Linked DNA regions of Mus musculus: all the other regions are linked to region 2. The links are chromatin contacts, called in public Hi-C maps. All regions are on one chromosome and are shown on one strand. The core of a region is the stretch at or near the end of the contact, and the rest is flanking DNA. Distances in the headings are between cores, read along the strand shown. Region 1 has its middle 100 kb from the start of 4930583P06Rik. Region 2 has its middle 29 kb from the start of 4930517E11Rik. Region 3 has its middle 24 kb from the start of 4930583P06Rik.

Region 1 (2,924 bases), core at 156-2,655, 230 kb after region 2:
GAGTCACCTTGGAAGAAACTCTGAGCTGCATATGTAAGGCTGACCATACATACTTTCTGTCCATCAGGGCTAGGCTCATTTCCTTCTGATTTTTGACTAAAGGAAGGCCAAAGTGCCTACATGCTGGAAGCTCACAACACTAAATCTGTTGGGATTTATCCTAATCTGTCATTTGAGAGATGCAAGATTTATTCCAAGCTCTTTCTAAGCAAAGGCACTACTGACTAGACTGAGTAGATCTGACAGTCATTGATAATTGAGAGGGGGCTTTAAAGTAGTGATCAAGGGACTTCCACGTGCTGTTTAATGAAAAGTCATATTTTACATCACTAAGGCCTTAATTTCTAGTGTGTCTCATTTCAATTTTCTTTCTTTAAAAATAGTAAGATTTAAAGAGGTGACTCTGCATTTAGGAGGGCTTGCTGTTCTTCCAGATAGTTCATGTTTAAGTCCTAGCACCTATGTCAGATTGTCCACAATGTGCTGTAACTCTCATTACTAGTCATAATGGTTTGAATGAGAATGTCCCCCATTGGCTACCATATTTGAACATTTAGCTCCCTGTTGGTCGTGCTGTTTAGAGAGGTTTAGGATGTGTGACATTGTTTTAGGATATATGTCACTGGAAGTGGACTCTGAAGACTTAAAACTCATGTCATTTCCAGATTATTCTCTCTTCTCCTCTCCTCCCCTCCCACTGCCCAACTCCCCTTGTCCTCTTCTCCCCTCTCTGCTCCTCTCCTCTCTTCCCCTCCCCTCTCCTTGCCTCCTCTCTCCTCTCCTTTCTTCTCCTCCACTCTCCTCCTTTCTCTTCTCTTCCCATCTCTTCCTTTCCCCTTCCTTCCCCCTCTCTTTCCCCCTTCTCTTCTCTCCCCTTCTCCCATCCCCCCTTTCCACCTCCCACCTCTTCTTTCTCTCTACTCTGCTTGCATTTCAAGGCATGAGCTCTCAGCATTCAGTTCCTGCCATACCACTGTGCTTCCTTCTCCTTTTTAATTCTTATCCATCTGGAACTATACAACCAAATAAACCCTCCAATAATTGCTTTGGTCATGGTGTTTGATAACACCAGTAAGAGAAAAAGAAGATATATTCTGGCTCTTCTGGCCTTCATTGGTACCCACATTCCAACACACACACATACACACAGAAAAAAATTAAAAATTTCAAATTAACAACAACAACAAACTGAGAAAGGCACATACTCGTGATTCATGTCTCAACTTCCCATTAGTTTTACATCTTATAGAGGTAATAGGATAAGTTCTTAGCTATGATTAAAAAAAAAAAAAACATGGCATGAGCCACTTGGAGGCTGAGGAGGGAAGCCATACTCCTTGTACCAGGCTCTCATCTACAGATTGCCCAGGACAGTGGACACACCAAGTGACTCAAAGATGGAGACTTCTTTCTTCCCAAGAGAAAGAGAAATAGAATGGAGATTTGACTGATGTAGATCTTTGTGGCTGGTTACCATATCACCATTAGCCCTTCTGACTAATACAGATGTTATTTGTAAAGCTTTAATGGACTGTAAGTGACTAGTGACTAATGTATATTTGAAATGCTTATCTAAAATGGAAATTAATCATTTTGAATCTTATGAGGTAAAAGATGACTGTGGAAAGAATGATCACATGGTCCCCGTTAATGAGAGTTTGGCTGTATGGCGCCCTCTAACAAACTGACAAAAAGATTCCATTGCTTACCCCAAAGATAGAGTGCCAATGTTGATGACTATCAGTAGTTACTAGTCATCTACAAGTTTGTCAGCACCTTTGCTAAATGTTCAGCCCCAGTGTGACTTGGAATATTTTTTGTAACTTTCTCTCTGAACACTTGTTAGAATGCTATCAACCCCATTTCTTCATCCCAAATCATTTTCTACCCAAAGCAATCTGAAAGTAACAAAACAGCCAAGCACTGTCTGCCTCACTCGACTTGAAAAGAGAAGTGAGGTCTTATATTAGATACCAAGGTCAGATAAAGGCAGGCTCCTAACATTGTGATTCCCCCTTAAGGGACCCAACGTCAAGAGTCCTTCACAACTTGGATCTGCCTGAGTTTGTGTCTGTGCAATAAGACTCTGCTAATTTACTGTAATTATACATTTATTTTACCTAGAAGTGAGATGGAAGTCAAAATGTTAGCCTGGTTTTTCTTCTAAGAAACACTCCTCATCTATCCCTTCTTCCTTTCCTCCTGTCATTTAAAATATCATAAACAACCTCTATAAATGTCAAGTCTTCTGGCCCTTTCACAGAAAGCCTCTTCCCTTGGTGAACTCCTTGTACTTATAGTTCTGACAATGTTGGATAAATGAGACGGGCAGGTGTCTGGAAGAGCCTTCCTCTTCCAGGACTCCTGTATATGGCTGTAATTTTTGATTGTGTGAAATGAATTATTTGACTTCACTTACTCAAAGTGACCTTCCACATGCTCAGATATAAACGTTTGGAATTCCACACTCACCTCTCTTTTGTTACATCTCATCTACTGGAAAACCTCAATCTACTCTACATAACAGAAAAGCCAGAAAGAATGTGCATTTGCGTGGGAAGGGAGAATGGAGTGGGGGGAGTTGGGGGAAGGGAAACCATAATCAGAGTATATTGTATGAAAATAACTATTTTCAATTTAAAAAGAATGTATCCTGAACCCTAATTATCCACTCCTTCATACCTTCTTTTCCTCTTTTCTTTTAAACCACTTTTAAGCCACCAGGACCTTCTAAGGTATCTGTGTTCTCCATGATCCCCTAGAGTCTGTCCACTCAGAAGCCAGGGTGATTGTCTAAAATCAAAGTCAGATTATGTCGCCCCTTCAAATATCCTAAAATAGAGTATCATCTCACACAGAGTAAATGTCCAAATCCTGGTAACAGGTGCTTAGTGTGTTCCACACTGTACTGTGTTTCTGCTGTA
Region 2 (2,997 bases), core at 219-2,718:
TAAAACCAGCTTTAGTTATTGGGTATCATAAAATAAAAACATAGCTATATTCTTCCTTGGACTCAGCTGTTTTTTTTTTAAATGGAAGCCATTCAAACATGGATATGAGTATTGTGACTGTGTCTCTCTACAGATGGACTTTTTTTCTTTCAAGGAACAGTACATGTGGGAAAATATATTTTCTTCATTGTTTCTGATCATAAAGTTGTGACAATACAGTTTTATGGAAGGCAGTGCTCTTTTGGTCTTGCCAGGAGGTGTCACTACAGCTCTCTGACTAACAGCACATCCAGTAGGGACCAATTGGTACTCACCTGCATCTTCTCAGAGGCCCAATGTTCTCTCTGCTGGGTTACCCGGAGGAAATGCAATAGGACAGTAGAATTATTTCCAGAATCCTATTTCCCCAAACAATTATTTTTAGGTTGTGAATTAGTTGAAACTAAAAACCCAAACCAAAACAAATGTCTTTACTATTTTGGAAGTAAGTACTATACTTTCTTTTGAGTAATGATCAAACATTGTGAAAAGAAAGAGCAAGAAGCAGAGGAAGGGAAATAGGTGGGTGTAGACTTCTGAAAGAAGTGAAGCCCACAGTGATAGCCCAGGGTGACAGCCCAGGGTGACAGCTTGCCCTGGAGCATCTCCTGACTCAGTGTTTTCTCTCTTGCCTGACTTGGCAGTTGGGCAGTTGGTATTCTGTGTCCTGCCTCTTTTTCCTATCTGGATAAGTCTAATTTTCAAAAAGCTTGTATTAAGAGTTATATACCATCTTTACTTGTTGATTAGTATAATTTCAGTCTCCTCCACAATGTGATAAGATGGGGTAGTTACTGTATTTTCCTATGTAAGAAAAAAATGGACATTGGAAAAATATTGTACACAGCACCCATGTGTACATCATACTTTTATGGGGATTAGGGATTTGACCCATCGGATTTCAACAGCCACTAAAGAATTGTCCCCCTACAGCAGGTGTTCTTTCTGTCTTTTTCTCTGTGTGATCCTGACTGAATTGGAGCTCCACACAATACCCAGTGCTCACTTTGTGTGAACAACACACCTTGAAGGTGTGGCTTTCTCTTTCCTTGTATGTAGTGCTTCGTGAAGAGTCTAGACATTTTGAAAAGTGACCTGATATTTCTGTTTCTAAAATGACACATAAGACCCACAACAATGACCAATAAAGTGGGTGGATGAGACAAAAGATGTGCTCAAGGGTGAGCCTCCCCAGCCTTGAGTCTGGAAAGAAGGAAAGACTGTGGCACACTTGGCTTCACCTAGTGCCGCTGCCTCCACGTGGTCCACTAATCAATGAGCCATGGGACAGAAAGGCTCAGCTTTTTTGTCAAGTAGTAAAACAGAATGGGGGGCTTAGCTCAGCCCGAAGGGTCTCTTTGACTGTTGGGAACAGACTGGCGTTCGTGGAGCTGTGTTTCCTGCCGCCCTCCAGGTGGCAGCCTGGCCCCGCTGTTAGACATGCTCTGGTTTCAACCATTTTTAACATTGCCAGACTCAGGACTGTTTCTCAGCACATTTAATTCCCTGGGAATGATGAACTGCGCTTCAGCTCACTGCACCCTAGGGTGATTGAGCCTGCAGTATTTTGGAATCTGCAGAGACTTTTTGGGCTGTCATTTGATTGAAAAAAGCTGCCATATTTTGGATATTTTGTCCCCTTTAGAGCTGTCCTGGCAGACTGTATCTGCCCAGAAGCAATCTATAGGAGAACACTTTAAAAGCATATATATACTTTCTCTTAAAATATGAGGAACTTAAACAAGCTTACAATTTATTCCATTATTTGATCTTCTATCTATTTCATGGCTTTGTTCTTCTTTGGTTCTGAAATAATATTTCTTTCCACCTGACTTAAAGCAAATCCTCTCTAGAAGGTAGCTTATGTTAATTGACTGAGTATTTTGAAAGAATGCAGGCAGAGCTATGTGGAATGTCTTAATTTAAATGAAGCTGTAAGCCTTTTCATATTGTAAGCAGAGGTATTTAAAAGTAAGATGATTAGAAACTGCTGAAGTTGCACACAATTCAAGAGAATGTGAAAGACGTTAGAATGAGCGGCTGGCACAGGGCTGCAGTGTCCGTGTATTCTAAATATACATGTAATATCAATTATGGAAGAAAACCAACAAAGGATCTTAGGCTTGTCAGCTTGCATTTGTGTGGCTGCTTCTTTTCATGAGAATTTTTAGTAACTGGGAAAAGTGCCAGATACTAAATGCTGGAAAACGACACATGAATAGGATATAGTAGATCTTAGCACTGTTGAGGGGGAAAAAAAAGTCACTTACGAGTTTAGAAAGCTTTTCTCTGTCAGTGTGGCCAAATTCGCGCTTTGATTTGCAGTGGTTTAGACTTATAAGTCACCTGTGGTTGGCTTTGGGCCATGGTTAGTAGCATCTTCAACGGAATCTTCTAGATAACTTCTGAGAACCATTGTTCTCTACCCCTGTGAGATTTGATCCCCTGCCATAAAACATTCTCTCAAGGCAGCTTGTAAGAGCATATAAGCTTGTGTTCTATACAGAACCTTAGATTCTAGATGTGGAAAAAACCTAGCTTTACTGACTCACCATTAGCCGACAGTGAATTTGGTCTCTGAAAGCTGATAGTGTAGTGAACCATTAGGAGAATGGCAGGGATGGGCCTCTCCACTTCTCTTTTCAAGTTAGGTTGTAGCCATTGACTGGGATGTTAATCTATCTGTCTTTTTGTGAATTTTTAATTTAAGTATTATAATTGTGTCTTGTCATTTTGTGACATCTTAGGGCAGAATGTGAACTTGGGGAGGAGGTGATTAGTTGACTGAAATAAGTCCAAGACTGGTTGGTCATAGCCTCCGGTTTAGTGACTCCAACAAAATCAGCAAGGGAAGGCTAATTCGCAACAAGCCCAAAGTCTTCTTTGATGGTGCATGCATTCCTGGAAGGACTTCACCAGCCTACCAGTTTTTTATATAGCTGTAAATATCATTTTATC
Region 3 (2,700 bases), core at 159-2,658, 140 kb after region 2:
ACTACCTCATGCCAGTCTACTGAGCACAGCCAGAAGTCCACATCAGCACCCCCACTGCCCCCTGACCCACACACTCAGTCTGCCTTCTCCTTTTACAAACCAAATGCCAAACTGGTTTCACAATGGAGATGTTGCACAGAAAAGTTGGCTCCATCACAATGTCCACCCAGTGGTTATATGAATGGTTGTTTATAACTTGTGTTCAGCTTTCTGGCCAAGCACTGGTGTCGCCTAAAATTGCTACTGTGAGAAAACCAAAATGCTACTTCGTAAGCCCAAATTGTTCATCTGAGTTTTGGAAAACTGCTCTTCTTTCTGCAGAGCTTGCTAAAGAAAGATAAACAACTCTCCACAGACAATGGAATCGGGGGAGAGTGGCTCTCTATTAGGTTACTTGTTGCTGTGGAGATGGGCAGAAATGTGTACTTAAAAGGTGCCTGCCTTGCTGTGAGGTAAAATATGTTAAATAACAGCAGTCCCCACAAATTCCTCTGTTGACCCCTTGTGGATATGTGACTCAGAAATTAAACAGCTTCTGGTTTCTCCCATGATGGAATCAGGGGCATGATTTAGATATGAAGTCATCTATTGTTTCTCTATTACAGTGATAATTTAAACAAACACCCGGTCTTAAAATAGTAATTGGTTCCTGATCTCTGATGATCAGTGACCTTACTTTCTACTATATTTCTTTTGCCTTCTGCAATTCAACTTCCAAAGTATCAATATATGAAGAGAAATTGAAAGCCTAGGGATATGCAGGATTTGTATCTTGGGGTAAAATACAATCGTAAATAATTTATTTGACTTGCCTGAAATTATTAAATTTCAGATGAACAAATTAATAATAAAATCTTTGCAGGAAGATAGTAATAATCTAATTTTCCATTTAGCCTGAACTTTGAATCAAATATATAACTTATTCAGTGATAATAAATTTATTTCTTAATAACATGAAATGATTTCAGGGGTTGGCTGTCAGATTGGAGCCATCAGGAAATGGGCCCAAGTGGCCTCATGGGGGAAATTCAGTAATTCCCAGTAATGCAACTGGATGGAAATAAGAAGTGATTGCTGTCATACTGCTGAGTGACTCTGCTGCAAGAAGAGAAGCAGAGGGTGGTGTTTGGGATGGGGAACTGCAAGGGACTTCAGAATCCTAGCACAGGAGTCCTGGGTGGGCAGGAATGGTGAGGCCACATGGAAGGATAAGAAATCTCTCCACATGGGGAAGCCTTGCTCAATCGGTGGGGGGAAAAGACAGACACACACACACATCTATCTCTGTATAAAATCAGTGTCTCCAACAAAGAATAGCCACTCAAGAAACTGCTTAAAACAAAAGCTGGTTTTCTTTCACCTGCTTTGTAAACATCAGACTGTCTCTATCAATGTCAGAGATAAGTGGGATTTCCTGAACATATCTGTTGTCTGTCTGTCTGTCTGTCTGTCTGTCTGTCAGGCTGATTGGGGTATTGTCCCTGAGAACTGTGCTCTGCAGCAGCATTCAAAACTGTGGCCACACAGTTTTTCTTCTCAATCTCAGAACTTTCATGATAATCTAAAGGGCTTCTGAAGAATCCCAGCACACCAGCTTGGAAGCCACTCCCAGCGCTCTGGTTACTGTTAGCTCACTTCAAGTCGGACTGTGCACTCCATAAGGATTAAATACAGACCCTGGCCCCATCACCTGCTATGATGTGCTCTTCAGTGGGGTAGGATTTGGAAAGATACATCTCTTCAATGCATCCAGACCTGGTTAAATTTTAGATTTTATATAATACAACTATATGATTAACAGAAGACATGGTCAGCAGGAAACTCTGCTCTGACATCATAGAATTTAATGTGCTATTCATATCCCAGTTGTCAGGTCTACCCTACCTCCTGGTGTGCTGGTCATTAAAGAAGCCATGATAACAGTGACTGACTGTCAAGGTAAGTTGCTTAGTATGGATGATACAAGAAAACACGCTGTTCATTTTCTTATACAACTATTTCTGCTTGAATTTTCATTGCTTATTTTATTTATTTATTTATTTATTTATTTATCATGTGTGAGTGGGTATATCTTGGGGAATTAAGTTCTCCTGTCATGTGTGGGGTCAGGCCACCAGATTTGACTGCAGGCATGTGTATTCACCAAGTCTCTTAGTAGCCCCAGAGATTTTGTTTTTAAAAGATAGAAAGAGTACAACTTACTTGGAAGAGTTGTTTTTGATAACTGTAACCAAGAATGTAATGTCTAGTGTACTTTTAGACCATGGAATGTATGAAGCCTAAAATGAACCAGATAATTAGAACAAGGAATTAAAAACACTTTCTAACATACTTACCTTAAACTTAATTATCTTAAATTTTTGCATTTCTCTGACCAAATTTTAATAGTATAGGAATGGTGTATTAGAAAATGGCTTCTGTCTTTTTCCAAACTGCAACTTGCAAAGAAAGAATATAACTGTGAATAAGAATGTGTTTATTTAATCTATTCAGTTTAGTGTCTAAGGTAGTAGGTCAGTTAAGAAGTCTGGATGAATCTCAGTGTATATAATTCAGCCGTCACCACAGGAGGAAGCTTAAAAACAGACGCAGCAGCCTTTGCCCTAGAAAAGCACGCGTATTATCCTAAGAACTGCCTAGCTTTGGAAAAGCACATGCTTGGAGATATAAGAACCACACTTGAGATGTTTAAGGCATAGA

The links. A called contact is a pair of places that touch in the nucleus more often than the background predicts.
Region 1: a Hi-C map of pancreatic cancer cells shows a contact between it and region 2, with 4 times the contacts expected there. The contact joins two enhancer-like sites. A contact is called at or near these places in 8 of 39 promoter capture datasets (the 3T3-L1 cell line, 3T3-L1-derived adipocytes, embryonic stem cells and 4 more), 37 of 484 Hi-C or Micro-C datasets (the C2C12 cell line, the N1E-115 cell line, adipose-derived mesenchymal stem cells and 21 more) and 3 of 115 datasets of contacts at active chromatin or transcription factors (a beta-TC-6 cell line, bone marrow-derived dendritic cells and heart atrium).
Region 3: a contact with region 2 is called in a Hi-C map of the N1E-115 cell line, with 2.4 times the contacts expected there. The contact joins two enhancer-like sites. A contact is called at or near these places in 4 of 484 Hi-C or Micro-C datasets (the C2C12 cell line, the N1E-115 cell line, brown adipocytes and 1 more) and 1 of 9 other capture datasets (embryonic stem cells).

What each region holds. Positions count from the first base shown.
Region 1 is chr2:124,325,271-124,328,194 of GRCm38.p6, forward strand. It overlaps a transcript of Sema6d not described here. Among named protein-coding and RNA genes, the nearest start is that of 4930583P06Rik, 100 kb to the left of the region's middle. Within about 2 kb of position 1,406, at least 4 of the 459 cell types and tissues checked have an H3K27ac peak or open chromatin away from gene starts, as enhancers often do. A contact at or near this core is called in pancreatic cancer cells, where this site is marked.
Region 2 is chr2:124,099,638-124,102,634 of GRCm38.p6, forward strand. It overlaps a transcript of Sema6d not described here. Among named protein-coding and RNA genes, the nearest start is that of 4930517E11Rik, 29 kb to the right of the region's middle. Within about 2 kb of position 1,469, at least 22 of the 459 cell types and tissues checked have an H3K27ac peak or open chromatin away from gene starts, as enhancers often do. A contact at or near this core is called in the N1E-115 cell line and pancreatic cancer cells, where this site is marked.
Region 3 is chr2:124,244,618-124,247,317 of GRCm38.p6, forward strand. It overlaps a transcript of Sema6d not described here. Among named protein-coding and RNA genes, the nearest start is that of 4930583P06Rik, 24 kb to the left of the region's middle. Within about 2 kb of position 1,409, at least 10 of the 459 cell types and tissues checked have an H3K27ac peak or open chromatin away from gene starts, as enhancers often do. A contact at or near this core is called in the N1E-115 cell line, where this site is marked.